Linked DNA regions of Rattus norvegicus: region 2 is linked to region 1. Evidence: chromatin contacts called from public Hi-C data. All regions are on one chromosome and are shown on one strand. The core of a region is the stretch at or near the end of the contact, and the rest is flanking DNA. Distances in the headings are between cores, read along the strand shown. Region 1 has its middle 47 kb from the start of Plb1. Region 2 has its middle 49 kb from the start of Slc4a1ap.

What was found. Hi-C and Micro-C count contacts between places; a contact is called where the count stands out from the background.
Region 2: a Hi-C map of the A7r5 cell line shows a contact between it and region 1, with 3 times the contacts expected there. The contact joins two enhancer-like sites. A contact is called at or near these places in 12 of 12 Hi-C or Micro-C datasets (the A7r5 cell line, the Rat2 cell line, Schwann cells and 7 more) and 1 of 1 datasets of contacts at active chromatin or transcription factors (oligodendrocytes).

Annotation. Positions count from the first base shown.
Region 1 is chr6:29,975,375-29,978,466 of GRCr8, forward strand. It overlaps the pseudogene Pym1-ps2. Among named protein-coding and RNA genes, the nearest start is that of Plb1, 47 kb to the left of the region's middle. Within about 2 kb of position 1,802, at least 8 of the 93 cell types and tissues checked have an H3K27ac peak or open chromatin away from gene starts, as enhancers often do. A contact at or near this core is called in the A7r5 cell line, where this site is marked.
Region 2 is chr6:30,603,492-30,606,534 of GRCr8, forward strand. No RefSeq gene overlaps it. Among named protein-coding and RNA genes, the nearest start is that of Slc4a1ap, 49 kb to the right of the region's middle. Within about 2 kb of position 1,475, at least 58 of the 93 cell types and tissues checked have an H3K27ac peak or open chromatin away from gene starts, as enhancers often do. A contact at or near this core is called in the A7r5 cell line, where this site is marked.

The sequences.
Region 1 (3,092 bases), core at 552-3,051:
CCTCATGACAAGTCCATGAGATAAGCGTCATTAGGTCCCATTATCCCCAATTCACAGATGAGATAACTGAGGCACAAAGGGTTCGAACTGCCCAGGGCCACATTGCAGGTGAATGGCAGAGGCCGAGCTCAACCCCAAGCTCTCTCTCCAGACTCAATGCTTACAGGCACTTGTGTGAGGCTGGCTATGCAAAGCTCAAGGATGAGTGTGAGAGTGAGTGTGGGCAGGAAGACTCGTGTCGAGCCAAGGCACTGAGGAAGGGGCAGGTGGGCAGGAAGAAAACAGAGCCACCTGCTATGGTGTGAGGTTCTGGGCTGCTCTGGTGAGCAAAGACCAGGAAGAAGGTCCTCGAAAGGGGCCCCTGGTGACCCCAGCAGGGGAGCATCTGCAGGAAGTGCATGGCCTCATATATGACTGCCACTCTCAGGCCCAGACATGCCTAGCTCCTTGCAGGTTCCTCACGGGGCACAGATGCCAAAGACGTGGGCAAACAGGTTTGAGGAACACAAAACCAACCCGAAGCTTTCTCCTCTCTCTTGGACAAGGCACCAGGCTTGAGCCATCTCCCCTAGGCTGCAAGAATTCTTTCTAAATGGTGTCTGTCCCCCTCTTGTCTTTGCTAAAGTCACTTACAAGCCTCTGGATCAAACCTACATACACACAATGTTCAAGCCACACAGACTCTGCCCTCCCCTACCCCTGGAAGCCCATGGTAATCTATTTCTATCATTCCCCAACTCCCACCTCTGCCTTCTGAGATCCATATGGGGGCCTTCTGAGTTCTGTCCTGCCATTTCCTGTTTCCTCTTCCTGAGGCACCTTCATACTCTGCTCACTGTCTGAGGTGGTCCCTCTACCCTGGCTCTGGTCACTAGCACCTTCCCTGTGATTGGCAGCTTCACAGGGTGGACCTCAAGGCCCTGTACCTGTACCAGACCTCACTTGGTTTTAGGGGTATCACAGCTGCTGGTCATCCTGGACCAATTCCCATCAGAGATCCCTGATCCTGCCAGAAGCCAGAGGTTGATGGGGATGGAGGCTTCGAGGAGGAAATGGAGGGCGGAGTGTGCAACAGAGGCATGGAAGGATGCTCGCCCACACCTGCTGGACACTCAGCAGGGAAAAGGTCACCTCAGTTAGCATCAGGACACGGCTAGTGGACAGGAGGACCACTTCAAAGGCTGACACCAAAATGGTCTTGTCTCAGCGACAGTGAGCTTTCCCTTGTCTACTCCCTGCCCTGGCAAGGTCCTAAATTGCCAGAGGAGGGATATCTGGACCATTCACAGGCCAGAATGCTGAGTTTGCTGTTCACGCCACATGACTGAGCCCCAGAAGCACCCTCCCAGCCCATGTAAAGACCAGACCCCTCGTTCCTGCTTCATTGACAGCTCTGGGTGCACCTTATCCTGTCTGAACCCCTGGAAATGGGCTCCCAGAGCAACACCAGATTGCCGACTGCTCCTAAGAGAGACTAATAGTCAATCATTGACCACATTAGCCAATGACTCCTTACTCTTTCCTGCTAAGCACTTACATGTTATCTTGGTGTCTTCACCAGGCTGTTTCCTGAGAGGGTTCTGGAGGTTACAGCGAGATGGTTCTAAGCTTAGATAGAATGACCACATGACTTACCCAGCCTGGAATAGTCCCATCTTGTGTCTGCCATCCCAGAGTCATTACTGACATGCTCGGTGTCCTAATCTGATTCTACATTGGGTGACCCTCTCATGGGCCCTGCTCAGAGAGAACACAGTGTGATGTTCCCTAGAGGAGCAACGGGGCCAAAAGAGTCAGACACCAGAGGGCACCAGTGAGCTGTGTTTGTCTGGCTTGTCTCTGGCAGGGCCCAGGTCCTGCGGGAGGGTAGGTGGAGACCAGCTGAGGAAGTGCCCAGCCAGCTTCCTGACAGAGCTCCAGTTCAGGCCTGCTGCAACCCAACTGGGTCCACCTCTTCCATCTGCCCTGAAGAGAGAACCCAACTAGGCATGAGAGTCCAGGAGGGAAGGGAGACACTAGTCCCAGTCCATCCAGCCTGGCCAGCCTCCTGTCAGACCCACCTTGGGCTCCACAGTAGGCTTAGAACACTCTGACTTAGATGGAATTGGATGCAGCTGTATTTCTGTTATTTCTGTGTGACCTCAGGCGCATTATTAACCCCTCTAAGCGCAGTTGACTCTCTTAACAAGAGTGTCTCCTTCCTTAGGCTGGCGTGAGCTCGTGCTCTAAAGAACAAGAAGCCTGTGGCTCCGTTCCTGGCACCGAGATGAATATTTTTGGCAAAGAAGCAGGCAGCTGTATGACAGAAGTCACCTCAGTGTCAGACAGAGCCTCGTTCAGATGGACAGACACCTATGCATAAGGTAGAGAACAGACAGACACCTGTTTGTCCAATATGGTTCCAGATGGCACAACTATTAATAACACCCTCTTCCCTCTTGTGGTGTCCCAGTTTGAGGATCAACTCCATAGTGCTACCTACAAGGCATCAACTATGTGCCAGGGTTGGTGACAGGCATGGGGGATGAGGAGGGAGATGGTGTCCCAACTGCCAGATCTCACTGCTCCTCGAGGACACAGACCAGGAAATGAATCGGGAAGGTGGGGTTGGCCATACTGCTGGAAGTCCCCACAAGAACCTGCCAAGAGACATCTTAGGATAGATGGACCTGTCTTGGTTTATTCAGAATCGTAGTATTTTAGTATTTTTCCAGCTGTAGAAGCTACATAAAAAGAATCACTATGTAGCTCATGGCAATCCTCCTGCCTTGGGTTCCCAAGCACTGGGGATTTTTTTTTAATTACATGTATTTATTTGTCTCTGTGTATGCTGGACAAACAGGCGTGCGTTCTCTACTTTGTTATAGGGGTGCAGCTACGGGTGCAGGTCAGAAGGGGACAACTTGTAGGAGCTGGTTCTCTCCTCCTACCCTGTGGGTCTCTTGGTCAGATTCAGGTGGTCAAGCTTCATGGTAACTGCCATTTTAGGCTGAGCCATCTGGTCAACCAGCACTGGGATTATTACAGGCATGGGCCATGTCCAACTAGAAGTGGTGCTAATCCATTTTCTGCAACACACACATACACACACA
Region 2 (3,043 bases), core at 225-2,724, 630 kb after region 1:
ACCTTGAATTTGTGGCTATCCTCCTGTTTCTGCCTCCAGGATACAGAGTACTGGGATTACAAGCATGTACCATGATGCTTAGCTAGAAATTTTTGTTCACTTGTTTTTGGAGACTGGGTCTCTTTACATAGCCCTGGATGTCCTGGAACTCACCATGGAGACGGGGCTTCAATTCAGAGATCCACCCATTTCTGCCTCTCCTGTCCTGGGATTAAAGGTGTATGTCATCACACTTCGCCTTGGGAATTTCTTTTCTTTCTTCCTTTCTTCCTTCCTTTCTTTCTTTTAAATGTATGTGAGTACACTGTCACTGTCTTCACACACACCAGAAGAGGGCATCAGATCCCACTACAGATGGTTTGAGCCACCATGTGGTTGCTGGGAGTTGAACTCAGGACCTCTGGAAGAGCAGTCAGTGCTCTTAACCACTGAGCCATCTCTCCAGCCCCACCTTGGGAATTTTTAACAATTGAGATTTCCCAACATATATAATGGGATGCCTCGCGCTTACATTCAGAAAAAAATAAATTAACAAAAAACCAAATTACTTTTCACGAAGAAAACTGGGTAGCAAAATACCAAGTTAATGAACTTGGTGCAAGTTCAAGGTCAGTAGAGGGACTGTACTTCCTGTGTCTCAGTCCTGGCCCTTCTACTCCTCCAAGCATGTAGCGTGCCGTGCCGTTAGTCTGGCTTTTCTTTCTTCCTCTCAAACCCTCCTGAGGCAGGGGGCCAGAGGAAGGAATCCTGACTCTGCCATCTTCTTTAGACTCCAGGGCTTCCTACTCTCTAAAGAGGTGGGGAGGGTGCTGAATGCGGGGTGAAGGGGAGATCAATGAAGTCAGGTTGTAGCCAGGCACAGGAGGCTGACCCTCAGTTAGCTGCTGCTAAACTGAGCTCCCACCAGTTACCTAGGAAGGCATCCAAAAACAGGGGGGGGAGCGCCCCCAAGGGAAAATGAAGGACTTGGTGTGGGGAGGGAGGAGAGAGTATTAGGGAAGAAGGAGCACTAGAGAGTGTGGGGAAGAAGCCAGAAATCACTGTGTGGGGAGGAGGTTGAGGGATACACCAAAAAAGAGGAAGGTGGCAGTGGCGGTGGTGGTGGTGGCGAGACTGGAGAGGGAAGGAGAAAGCTGGAAAATTGTGATGGAGGGAAAAGAAGGCGCTCGCGATCCTCTGCTTTACCGCCCATTCCTCCCTTGCCGGAACAGCCAGCCAGGGCCTTTGTGGCCTCTCGGACTGGGTTGCAATCTCATGCCAACCCGCTTGATGGTTGTCAGGAGGCCTCTGGGGAGGACGCTGCAGGAGCCTCAAATGCCACCTACTCCCGGCCTCTCTCCCAGTTGATGCTTCTATTTTGGGCACCACATTATTTCCTGCTGTGATTTTTTTTTTCAGGCTTCTAATTCGGGCTCTGAGGTAAGCCGTGACATCCGCTCGTGCCCGCAGGCCCCTCCCGCACACTGCTTGTCCTCCCGGGGCGCGGGCACCCCTCAGGCCCAGCAGCAGCCCAGTCACTGCGGGGAGTCTTGGCAGGGCCTGCCTAAAAATAGGCTTTCGGATTTCCCCTCCCCCTGGTAGGGCAGAAGGAGGCTAGCTAGCATAGATTTCTAGGCAAGGATTTGAGGGGGTGAGGGATCGAAATTGACAGAGACCTGATATAAATTGTGCCTTTGTGCTTAGGGATGGGCGTATGTGAATGCTTCCATGTCTGTTGCTTCGGTGTCTCTAGTCTTTAACTGTTTGGACCAAGGCCCTTTAGAGACGCTGATGAAGGCTACATACCATCCTGGAAACTTGTCTACTCACAGCTAGTCTCCTTGTACTTTTAGGTTTATGTACTTCCCGGAGCTGGAGAGCCCCGTTAAAGTCCTGGACAGGTAAAGTCAGGCTCCCAGAGGCTGAACCACCAACCAAAGAGCATACGTGGGATGGACCTAGGCCTCCTTCCATCATCTGAGTCTCAGGGGTAGGACTCTGATAGTCAGGCTTGGCAGCCTACCTAATTTTTTATTTTAAACTAAAGTTAACCCCTATGATCTGAATACAGGTGTTCCCCTGACAAAACAAAGGAACAATGTCAAAGGCTACAATTCCTCTTCTCCTTCATTTCCTCCTCTTCTCCTTCTCTTCCTCCTCCTCCCTCTCTTTCTTCTTATGGTTTGATTTTTTGAGTGAGGGTTTCTCTGTGTAGCCCTGGCAGTCCAGGGACTCACCCTGTAGACCAGGATGGCTTCAAACTTAGAAATCCTCTTGTCTCTGCCTCCCAAGTACTGGGATTAAAGGCGTGTGCCCTCTGTCCCTACAACCACCAGGCCACACTACTTACTAGGAGGCAGAGACTCTGGGAGATGACGAAGTCTCACAGGAGCCTCTTTCAAGAACAGGATTAGGAAAATGACTTGAGAGAGCTTGTTTTTACTTTGTAAGAAGCTGCTGGTGCCTTGGGATATTGGACTTCCCAGTCTCTAGAACTCTACAGAAAAAAAAAATCTATCGTTTAAAAATTATTCAAACAAGGACTGGAGAGATGGCTCAGCGGTTAAGAGCACCCAACTGCTCTTCCAGAGGTCATGAGTTCAATTCCCAGCAACCACATGGTGGCTCACAACCATCTGTAAAGAGATCCGGTGCCCTCTTCTGGTGTGTCTGAAGACAGCTACAGTGTACTTACATATAATAAATGAATAAATCTTTTAAAAAAATTACTCAAACTAAAGTATTTTTGTATTAGCCATCAAAATGGCCGAAACAGGTAAACTGAGCCCAAATTAAGGAAGTGGTGTAAAATAAGTTACTTCTAGAGCACTGAATGAGAGCCAGGAGCCCATCTCCAGAAGTAGCGTGGCTAATAATGAGAGTCAGCCCTTGAAATAGCTCTGTTCTTGACCCTACATCCTCCATTTCCCACAGCTGTCCTCCTGCCTCTACATAGGCACCGATCTGCCCGTATCTCCTTGGGAACTCTCTAGGGCTCCCATCTCTTTGTGACCCTAAACCCTCCCTTCACATTGTGATGGGCACTCTTGACTTCTTATCTCCT